Regions from separate parts of the Rattus norvegicus genome. Here region 1 is linked to region 2. Evidence: chromatin contacts called from public Hi-C data. All regions are on one chromosome and are shown on one strand. Each heading gives the region's core, a stretch centred on a gene start, on an enhancer-like site or on the middle of the called end of the contact. The rest is flanking DNA. Distances are from core to core; before and after follow the strand shown.

The links. A called contact is a pair of places that touch in the nucleus more often than the background predicts.
Region 1: a contact with region 2 is called in a Hi-C map of psoas muscle, with 2.7 times the contacts expected there. The contact joins the enhancer-like site here to the promoter of Lrrc57 in region 2. A contact is called at or near these places in 8 of 12 Hi-C or Micro-C datasets (the A7r5 cell line, the Rat2 cell line, Schwann cells and 5 more).

What each region holds. Positions count from the first base shown.
Region 1 is chr3:128,061,358-128,066,821 of GRCr8, reverse strand. It overlaps Stard9 (StAR-related lipid transfer domain containing 9), which reads right to left. Exons shown (of 33, transcript NM_001427830.1): 4 at 1,225-1,341. Among named protein-coding and RNA genes, the nearest start is that of Stard9, 29 kb to the right of the region's middle. Within about 2 kb of position 2,726, at least 46 of the 93 cell types and tissues checked have an H3K27ac peak or open chromatin away from gene starts, as enhancers often do.
Region 2 is chr3:128,004,270-128,009,257 of GRCr8, reverse strand. Lrrc57 (leucine rich repeat containing 57) reads left to right here and starts at 2,254. Exons shown (of 6, transcript NM_001012354.2): 1 at 2,254-2,548; 2 at 2,737-2,842; 3 at 2,949-3,087; 4 at 3,713-3,981. The coding sequence starts at 2,759. It overlaps Haus2 (HAUS augmin like complex subunit 2), which reads right to left and starts at 2,364. Exons shown (of 6, transcript NM_001402746.1): 1 at 2,217-2,364. The coding sequence starts at 2,309.

The DNA.
Region 1 (5,464 bases), core at 1,477-3,976, 57 kb before region 2:
CCCTAAGCACACAGGATGGGTGTGTGTGCTAGCCAGCCTCTATAGAAGTACAGAGAAGACTACAAGCTGGCACTTTCAGGAGACGCTAACAAAAGGAACATACAGACAAGAGGCTGATAATCACCATAAGACAGATAAGAGAAGCAGGTAAACCTAGACATGTGCTTTCCTGCAGTGAACTTTATTGTGCTTGGATAAATTCACACTATTAATGTGGTCCCTTCTAGATTCCTACTGCTATCCCTAGACACAGGACACATGAATGAACAACCTCTGCAAAACTGTGCAAAAATTCAAAGAAGCTGCTATTTCCTCTACCTCATATCTAGCCAGAGGTTTAAGGTTTTGTTCCTCTTGGTTCAGTGGGCAATTTCTTCTTTAATTTCAAATACCTGACCCACACCAGTCATGGACAAAGGAAACAATGAGCTGGGCTCAGAGAAGTGGACATTCTTTCAGGCTGTCCCTATGCAAGGTCAACAGCTGCCCAGGTCGTCTCATTAGTATACTTGTACATTTAAAACAAAGGAGAGTCTTTTTTTTTTTTTTTAGGGTATGGGGGATTTCAAGACAGGATTCTGAGTCCTGGCTATCCTAGACTTGCTTTGTAGACAAAGTTGGACTAAAACCCACAGAGATCCTTCTGCCTCTGCTGGGACTAAAGGTATGCACCGCCACGCCTAGCAGCAGAAAGGGTATTATTAAAGAGTGCTATCCTTTGAATTCTATTTTTCTTGCTGCTATTTGTTTTGAGACAGAATCTCACTGTGTATCGCTGGCTGGCTGGGAACTCACAGAGATTTATCTGCCTCTATTCCCAAATTCTGGGGTTAAAGGCAGGTACTACCACAGCTAGGATTATCCCCTCAATTTTCTGTTATTAAAAACGACTTGTATTACACTCTATATACTTTTAATCCCCAACAAAAGTATTAAGCTTCAAGTGATGAACCTGAAAACCATATGCATCTCCAGTTGGACCAATAAGGACTCTTTGTCAAGGGAACCATGAAATTCTGGATTTTCAAGGTTTCACAAAAAGAAACTAATTATACAGAGTTTACCATTCAGTTAAAGTGGTGATGTCCCGTTGTTAATAGAGAAGAGGGCATTGATCTCATTAACATTGGTCATACTCTAAATCACAGTGGTAAGGACAATGTAAGATTCAGATTTTTTTTTTTGTGGCATTGGAAGATGGTTCACTTCAGTGCTAATACTCACTGGAGTCCCCAGCATGGTGTATGTCTTCCCAGAGCCTGTCTGCCCATAGGCAAAGAGACATATGTTGTAGCCTTTGGAAGCTCCAGACAGTACCTCAGTCCCCAAGTCCCGGAATACCTGTAACAACAAAAGCAAAGAGCTTGTCATTGGCCCGTTTTCCTATAGCACATTTAAAAAATATAAAATATTGAATCTAAACTCAATCATTTCATAAGAATCAATTCAACTTCAGGAAAAAATTGTAAGAGAAAATTCAGTAAGTCTGCTCAAATATTTTTAAGTACCTATATCAGCCTAGTTTTTTTTAAAGTGCATATTTCCTAGTCTTTTTTAAAAAGACTTTATTTTTAATTATTTCTGTGTATGTGCATGTAGAGCATTGCACACAAATGTGAGTACCTGCTGATACCAGAAGAAGGTGCCAGATCCCATGGAAGTGAAGTTACAGGCAGTTGTGAGCTATCTGGGTTCTAGGAACTGAACTGTGTCTTCTGAAAGAGCAGCAAGCATTCTTGGTTTGGTTTTTTTGTTTGTTTGTTTGTTTGTTTGTTTGTTTGTTTTTTGGAGCTGGGGACCGAACCCAGGGCCTTGTGCTTTCTAGGCAAGCGCTCTACTGCTGAGCTAAATCCCCAACCCCAGCAGCAAACATTCTTAAGGGACTGAGCTATATCTCAGCTCCAGTGTTTCACGGTCTAACAATGAAAATCTAAGGCAGGGCAAAGATAAAAAAAAACAAAAACGTACTTTTCCTCATACACCAGGAAATGCCTACTATGGCTAATGCAGTGGAAATAGTGAAACACTGCCCCAAAAGGCAAATTCAAGGTCTGAAGACCGCCACAGTTCCAGTTTAGGGTAAAGTTGTCCTTGAGGGTCTGTCTTCTGACTGCTCCTGAGAGCCGGCAGGTTCTGCTAGACAATCACTTCAGTTGAGGTCAGGTTTTATGACAAATCCAGAAACCTCCAGAAGTCCTCATATGGAAACTGTACTTTGTTTCCCGAAACCTGAACTGTTCTCTGCTAGGCAGCACTGGAACACTTCTGGCCACTGGTGTTGGTCTTGGTGGGAAGCAGAACCCAGTTCATTACCTCAGCGCCCTCTTCACTCTGGGCTGCTAGAGCAATGACTCCTGAGAGGAGGCTACCAACCAGGGAGACTTTCCAAAGAAAGACAAACACAGGCAGCAGTTGACAATTCCCCCAGAGAACCAAGCACAAGGCAGAAGAGTGGCAGATGGCGCTCTGCTGCCTGTGCTGTGCTGTGATGGATCCCTGATGCCTAGGGGGTACCACAGTGTTCCTGATTTTTTTTTCTTTCTTCAACTTCCCTTTCAATTCTGACTCATCTGCTATGGTTCCAAATTGTAGTGTAGGTCTTACACTTCAAAGCAGGGTGATCCTGGGCAAGTTTTGAAAGCTTCTGTTTCTCTAGCTGTAAGATGGATACTTGTATCGGCATCACACAGACTACTGCAGAGACTGACTTCACACATGAAACCAGGGCAACCAGAAATAGCAGGAGCTAAGTCAGGACTACACAGCTCTGTATTTTAGCAGCTGCACTTAGGCTTCTTGGCAGAGAACTGTTTGTTTTTGTTTGCTTTTTAATGCTTCCATTATCTGGGCAAAAGGCCAAAGGAAACCAGTGTGCAGTAAAAAACTTGAGCTCCCATGATCTCTCTTGCAGCTCTCTCTAGTCACACTAACCCCATGTTAGCAAAGTTAAAGGTCAGGGGAGATCTTGTTTGCCTCCTAAAGTCAGAGCAGGTGAAATTCTTGAGTCTGAAGAAGAAGTATATTTTGCTGCCTTAGAACAGATGAGTTAACTACCATCCATTCATTATTTGGAAAATCTTCCACAGAACTCCAACTTCCTAGGGCAGGAGCTGGGAAGAGAGGTGGAAACAGCAAAGAACCATATCAAAATATAAATATTTTTTTTCTGCCCACAGTTTATGATCAGCTGAGCGGAGTAAAGAGAGAGAGAGAGCGGAGTAAACAAGGAAAAGTTATTCTGTCTATATTTTTCCATTAATTAATTTATTCACTTTACATCCCGATTGCAGCCCCCACTCACCTCCTGGTCCCCCCTTCACCCATCCCCCCATCCCCTTCTCCTTTGAGAAAGGGTGGCCCATTCCCTTGGGCATCACCTCACACTGGCACACCAACTCACTGCAGGACTAGGTGCATCCTCTCCGACTGAGGCCACACAAGGTGGCCCAGTCAGGGGAATTGGATCTACAGGCAGGCAACATCGTCTGAGACAGCCCCTACTCCAGCTGTTGGGACCCACATGAAGATCAAGCTGCACATCTGCTACATATGTGTGGTGGGCCTAGGTCCTCTTTGTCTATGTTTTTATCCAAATGCAAATAACTGCCTAAATGTGTTTTGAAAGTATCTTTGAAGAAAGCACTTTGCCTAATGATAAAAGCTGTCAACAGGCTTCTGAGCTCCAGCCAAGAATGCTGAACTTAGCCCATTCGATCCTGGAAAACTCACAACTTTAGAAAGAGGAAAATAGGCAAAGAATGTGTGTTCCGCTCCACCCAGGTAACACAAGGAAGCAGATGTAAACAGCTCACTGTGACAGTCTAAAGGCTAAAATAAGACACTGAACTGCAGTGTACTGTAGGCTCCTATTCAGGAGAGATAGGCAACTTCATCTGTCTGTCTGTCTGTCTGTCTGTCTTTGAGTTCAAGTATAGAGAGTATATAACACAGACTAACCATAGCCTTTTGTTTTGTTTATTTGGTTGGTTTGGTTTTTTGAGACAGGGTTTGTTTCTTTGTGAAGCCCTGGCTGTCCTGGAACTAACTTTGTAGACCAGGCTGGCCTCAAACTCAGATCCACCTGCCTCTTGCCTCCTGACTGTTGGGATTAAATAGGTACACCACCGTACTTGTCTGACACGTGTCTATGTGCCTTTCTCAAATCCAGCTAGAATCAACAACACGGTTAACAATTTCATGACAACCATTCAAGATCCAATCATAAGGCATGGCCTATATATTACTAAAGGAACTTGTCACTGATAGGTTTCTTTGGTCTGGAGAGATTTTTGTTCTGTTAGTATTATGTTCTCTATCCCAAGTAGACTAATATCAAAAGTAACTTTAAAAAGCTCATGTTGTTCCTGTCTGGCTAGTTTTACAGCATGTTAACACCAGCTGGAGTCATTTAAAGGACTCTCAACTGCAAACAATGCCTCCATCAGAGTTGCCTGTAGTCTACCTTCAAGCAAGTGTGTGTCTTTAATCCCACCACTCAGGAGGCAGAGGCCTGCAGATCTCTGTGAGTGGAGGCTAGTTTGGTCCACAAAGCAAGTTCCAGGACAGCCAGGGCTGTTATACAGAAAACTCTGTCTTGAAATCAAACAAACTAACAAACTGTTGTCTGTAGGCCAGTCTATAGTTCATTTTCTCAATTTCTGATTGATGGGGGAGGGCCCAGCCCACTGTAGGTGGTGCCATCCTGAGCTGGGTGCTGTAAAAAAGCAGACTGAATAAGCCATGAGGAGCAAGCCAATACCAAGACTTCTACCTCCAGCTTCCTCCCCTGCCTGACTTGCCTCAGCGATGAACTATTACCTGGAAGTATAAGATGAAATAAATCCTTTCCTCCTCAGGTTCAGTTTTGTCAATAGTGTTTATCAAAGCAATAGACACTCTGAGACAATTCCAATATAGAATGAGAAAGTATTCAAACTAAGTAGCAAATATTAACTTCAAATGTTGCTACCAGAAACCTTCTAGTGAAGAACCAAGAGGGATATTTCAAGTCTGAAAATAGACTTGGGTCTATTTTGATAGGAATCTTTTTCTTTAAAAATTAACTCTATTTGGTACTAAGAACCTTTAATTCAGAAAGTGATCTAAACAACTGCTGGCACTTACTCAATCCTATGATTTCAATTACACCATTAATCAATCACTTTAGAGAAACCTTAAGGGTCCCAGAACTGCACATGCCCCGCCCATCACAGAGATGGTGAGGTGAGGATGACTAGACATATGTACACACTGACCCACCATCAAACGTCACTGTGCTAGAAAAAAAGAATTCAGAGTCCCTTATTTGAAGAGATAATATCCATGTAGCATCTGTAACTCCGTGGGGCTTTAGCTGGCAAAAGAACAACCTAACCCTTCTAAAGAGATGCACTGCAAGGTTAATAGGCAAAGACACAGACTTTGAGGTTTGTGTTAAAGCTGGATCTCTGGCCAAGTAACTTGA
Region 2 (4,988 bases), core at 1,005-3,504:
CACTCTATCAACTGAGCTATATCCTCAACCCATTTACTTTTTTCATTTAAGGGTTTAGCAGGGCATGATTGTACATGTCTTCAATCCCAGCACTCAGAAGGCAGAGGCAGGTGGATCTCTGAGTTCAAAGCTTGATCTATAGAGTGAGTTCCAGAACAGCCAGGACTACACACAACCATCTGTAATGGGATCCAATGCCCTCTTCTGGTGTGTCTGAAGACAGCAACAATGTACTCACATAAAATAAATAAATAATCTTAAAAAAAAAAAAAACCTAAAAAACAAGAAACTGGCTAATGTGGAAGATAACCATAAAACCACCACTGTACAGTGCCTGAGGTTATCTACCTTTCTATAGTTCAGAAACTTGTATTCTCTGTCAACACTTTCAAGAAGGACATTGAGTCTCAAATGTGTTACTTATGAAATAATCCAGTAGTTTTATGACAAGAGAATGGCACGATGCAAGGTGAGAATACTCTGCAATGTGGTAGAAAGAAAACAGAGAGGAGTGAGAAAGGATTAACTGAAGAGTACTGTGCCAGCTCCTGGGAAACCAATTAGCCAGGGCCAATTCACACACTCAAAGTAATGCTGGGTCTTAAACAAAGTCCAAAATCTTTCACAGCACAATGCTATCACATTCACCCTTATTATTTTAGCACTATTTATTTAGAGACTGAGTCTTGCTATGTGGCCCTAGATGGTCTGTAACTCACTAGCCCTGGGATTACAGCTGTGTACCACCCTGTCTGGCTGTTAACTCATTTTAAAAGATGATAGAGCAAAAGGGAGAGAGTTATAGGATCTAATTCTGCCAGCTTGCTGAGTGATACTGATTTCTTAGTCTCTTTAGGTGCTTCTTATTTGTTTAATGGAGACATGGTCTCCTCCCTCTATCCTAGGCTAGCCTTGAACTCTGAGCAATCTTTCTGCTTCCAGCTCCCAAGTGTTCCCAAGTCTTGTGTCACCACATCTGGCTATTTAGGTTTCTTAAACACTTTAGGACATGTGTGAAGTCTCTATTACCTCTTTCAGACATTAAAACCAAAAAACAATGAAACCAAGGGGCTGGAGAGATGGCTCAGTGGTTGAAAGCACTGATTTGCTCTTCCAGAGGGTCTGGGTTTAATTCCCAGCAACCACAAAGCAGCTCACAACGGTCTGTAACTCCCATTCCAGTGGACCTGACACCTTTACACAGATATACAAACAGGCAAAACATCAATGTACATAAAATAAAAATAAACAATTAAAAAATCTTCCATTACTAGCACTGCTAATTTCTACAGACGAATTAACTAACTTTCCTCAACTTCCTTTTTGTATCAGTTTCCTTCCTTCAATCATAATGTGCTTGATTTCTCACTCCCTCATTCCTTTCAGTTATTCCTTCAGATATTCGATTTCTCCCTTCTGTCTACCTGCTTGTCAAAACAGTCACTTCTTGGGCTACTCTTTATTCTTGTCTCAAAATCTTCACAGTGCAAGGGCATACCCAGACACACAGAGACAAACACACACTTTTAATAGATGCTGTCCTAAAGAGTCTCCGCTAGAGTTCTTCTGTACACAGGGCCCCAGATATATTTTAATAATTCCCATTAACAGGCGTTGTTGGAAATGTTTTTAAAGATACCTGCCACTATTTCTTTCTCACTGTCCCCACTCTACAATTTAGAGCGGTGGTTCTCAACTGAGTGACTCTCAACTCTTGGTGGGGGTCAAACAACCCTTTAACAGACACGGGTCGCCTAAAGACCACCGGGAAACACAGATGTTTACATTAATATTCCTAACAGTTGCAAGATCACAGTTATGAAGCAGCAACCAACGGAAATGATATTATGGTTGGGGGTCATCACAACATGAACTGTATTAAAGGATCGTATCCTTAGGAAGGTTGAGAAACACTCTTCTAGAGGAAGTAGTATCACTGAAAAGAAAAAAAAAAAGCGGAATGCTGGTCCATCTCCGACAAACCGGCCTGGGATAACCTGCAGGCACTCAAAACAGAGTGCTCGGAACACCAGCACTCTGTCCCTCACACTCGAAGAGCCCACGGGAGTATGGTCACGGCTGCAGTCTCCAAGGGACGCTACTAAGTACTCAACACAATCCTCAACTGGCTCACTCACGCCCGGGTAACCAGGACCACCACCTCACAGCTGAATTCTGTCGCCACCTTGATGACGCCGTCGCCGCCCCCCACGTACCTCAGTGACTATCCCTGAAGCCACCAAGTGGTTCAGCAGTAACCCAGCTGCACTCGGCGCGGACGCTGGGTCCCACGGGTTGGCGGCAGCCATGGCTCCAACGCACCTCTGGAACTGGCGCGAGGAGTGAGGGGCACACAGCGAACGTGCGCGCGGTTTGATGATGTCACAGGGCGTTCCTACCCGGGCGGAAGCCCTGGGAGCGCGTCTCAGGCGAGCGCGGGTCCCGGGTGTTCCCTGGTGGAGTCTTCTCTGCACTGAGCGGTAGGAGGCGAGTCTTGAGCTCCCTGTTCCGGCAGCAGCTATCGGAGGCTCCCTGGCCCTTAACTCAGGTGCCAACGCAGCAGGATCTTGTGGTAGCACTATCTGCTCGCTTGCTTTCCCCTTGTTACTCTTGGGCTGGCCCCTGGGAAGTAGGGATAGGCAGAAGGTGACAACTGGGACAGGAGACCTAAACGAGAGGTTTAGCGATGGCTGTATGTCTAGACTGGGCGGTGACAGCTATGCTTCTTTCCTGCAGGGAACTGAGCCGTGGTGCTAGGATGGGAAACAGTGCCCTCCGTGCTCATGTGGAAACAGCGCAGAAAACTGGTGTCTTTCAGCTTAAAGACCGTGGTCTGACCGAGGTGAGACCTGAGGGGACCGGACCTAGAAACTAAAAGGGAGAGGGATGGCGGGGTGGCGAAGTCTATTGGTGCAGGATTTTTCCACACTGTGAGCTCCTTTCTCCAGTTCCCCTCAGAGTTGCAGAAGCTGACAAGCAATCTTAGGACCATCGATTTGTCCAACAACAAGATCGACAGCCTACCACCTCTGATAATAGGAAAGTTCACTCTGCTAAAGAGTCTCTCTCTCAACAACAACAAACTGAGTATGGATTTTGTGCCTGGGCAGCTTTGGCTAGTAATCGGCAGTTTTACTGAAGGGTGTTTTCCCTGTTAGATGATTTTTGTTATGAAATCAGTTTAGGGGATGCAGAATGTTAGAGTATTGAAGCTTTTATCTCTTGTAATTAAATCTAAAAGCCTCCTTGGGTAGTGTAATCATTATTACTAGGTTAATTTGGACTAGGAAGACCTTTGGGAATCGATGTAAACACGATGTAAACAGTTATCTAATTTGGGTGGCAGGGTGGAATGAATCTTTTAACCTTCCCCAGATTGTTTTTAGAATACACTTAAGCCCCTTTACAAAAAGAATCCATTATATACGTACACACTTTTCTGCATTTTGATGGCTTCTTAAGTCCCAAACACCGTTTGTAAAAGGTGAAACCTAGACATGACATGTGAGGATTCTATGTAAGAAGTCAGGCCTGTAACCCCAGCCACTCAGAGGCTGAAGCAGAAAGATAATTCCAAGGCTACCCTAGACAACTTAGTGAGACCCTGTCTCAAAATTAGAAACAAAACCAAGATGGGGCAGTTACCATGCTGTCTTTTTATAAATTTCATTAGTTCTAACATTTAGTTTTTTTCTTTAATTTTCTTCACCAGCTGTTCTACCTGATGAATTATGCAATCTGAAAAAACTAGAGACACTAAGTCTCAACAACAATCACCTGAGAGAGCTACCGTCTTCCTTCGGGCAGCTGTCGGCTCTGAAGACCCTGAGCCTCTCTGGGAATCAGCTGGGAGCATTACCACCCCAGCTTTGTAGCTTGAGGCATCTGGATGTAGTAGATCTCTCCAAAAACCAGATTCGGAGTATACCTGACACAGTCGGGGAGCTGCAGGCCATCGAACTCAATCTCAACCAGAACCAGGTCTATACTTTGTTTGCATTTATGGTCTTCTGGTAACTTCCTGTTCCTTAAATGATAATCATGGAGTTAGGTATCCGAAGCTAAAAGATATATAAGGTGAACGTACTCCAATGCCCATGTCATGGGTTGACAGTGGTTGTGTAATGAATGGTGTTGAAGGTGTCTTGAGGAAGGTAGGAGAGTAACAGGGTAAGATAACTACAAAAAAAAAAAAAAAAAAAACTATTGAAAGTTTTACAAATATCCAGTTTCTTTTCACACCAGTTGGTAAGGAGGCACATAGGGATGACACAGTGTAGGGATGAGAACTATACACGTAGAATCTGAGTCAGACATCAGACACTGACGAACGATCCCTGAGTGACAGTTGTTCATTCTGAAGCTGGGTTATTGCGGGACCACTTTATACCTGAAATGTGTTCTGAAGCTCGTGGTTAACATTAGTATGGAGAAGTGCTCTGCTTTAGATATGAGGCGCAGTGATAAAAGAAACATTTGGGGTTAGGTAGCCTTGAGATTTTAGCATTTATGCTTCACCATGCACTTTGTGTCTGTTTATTAGTCCTATAGGCATGTTATGACTGTGATAGATTGCAATCAGCAGAATATTCGACCTTGGAGGTAGGTTTGTCTTTTCCCTGAGATTTCTGGGAAAAGAACTGTCATGGGTATTAGTTGACTTACTCCACATTCCCTGCTGCCAGACCGTGGAGTTTCTCAGACTGTACTTGGATAACCTGGGGGCTTATGCTTACCTTAGTGTTTGAGTCGGCAATTGAGAAGTCTAAGAATCTGCATTTTCGGTAAGTTCCTAAGTGATGGTTTGAGATGCCAGGTAGCCAGAATTGTGACCTGGCTGGCACTCTAGAAGAGCTGAGTGGTACAGAAATTGTGTATCATGTACCAGACCCTCGTTCATCCTGCTGCATGGGAAGGGAAAGACATGGAGCATCAAATGGGCAAAGTAGTAGATTGGTCAAAGACACAGTGTGTTTGGAGTTGACCTG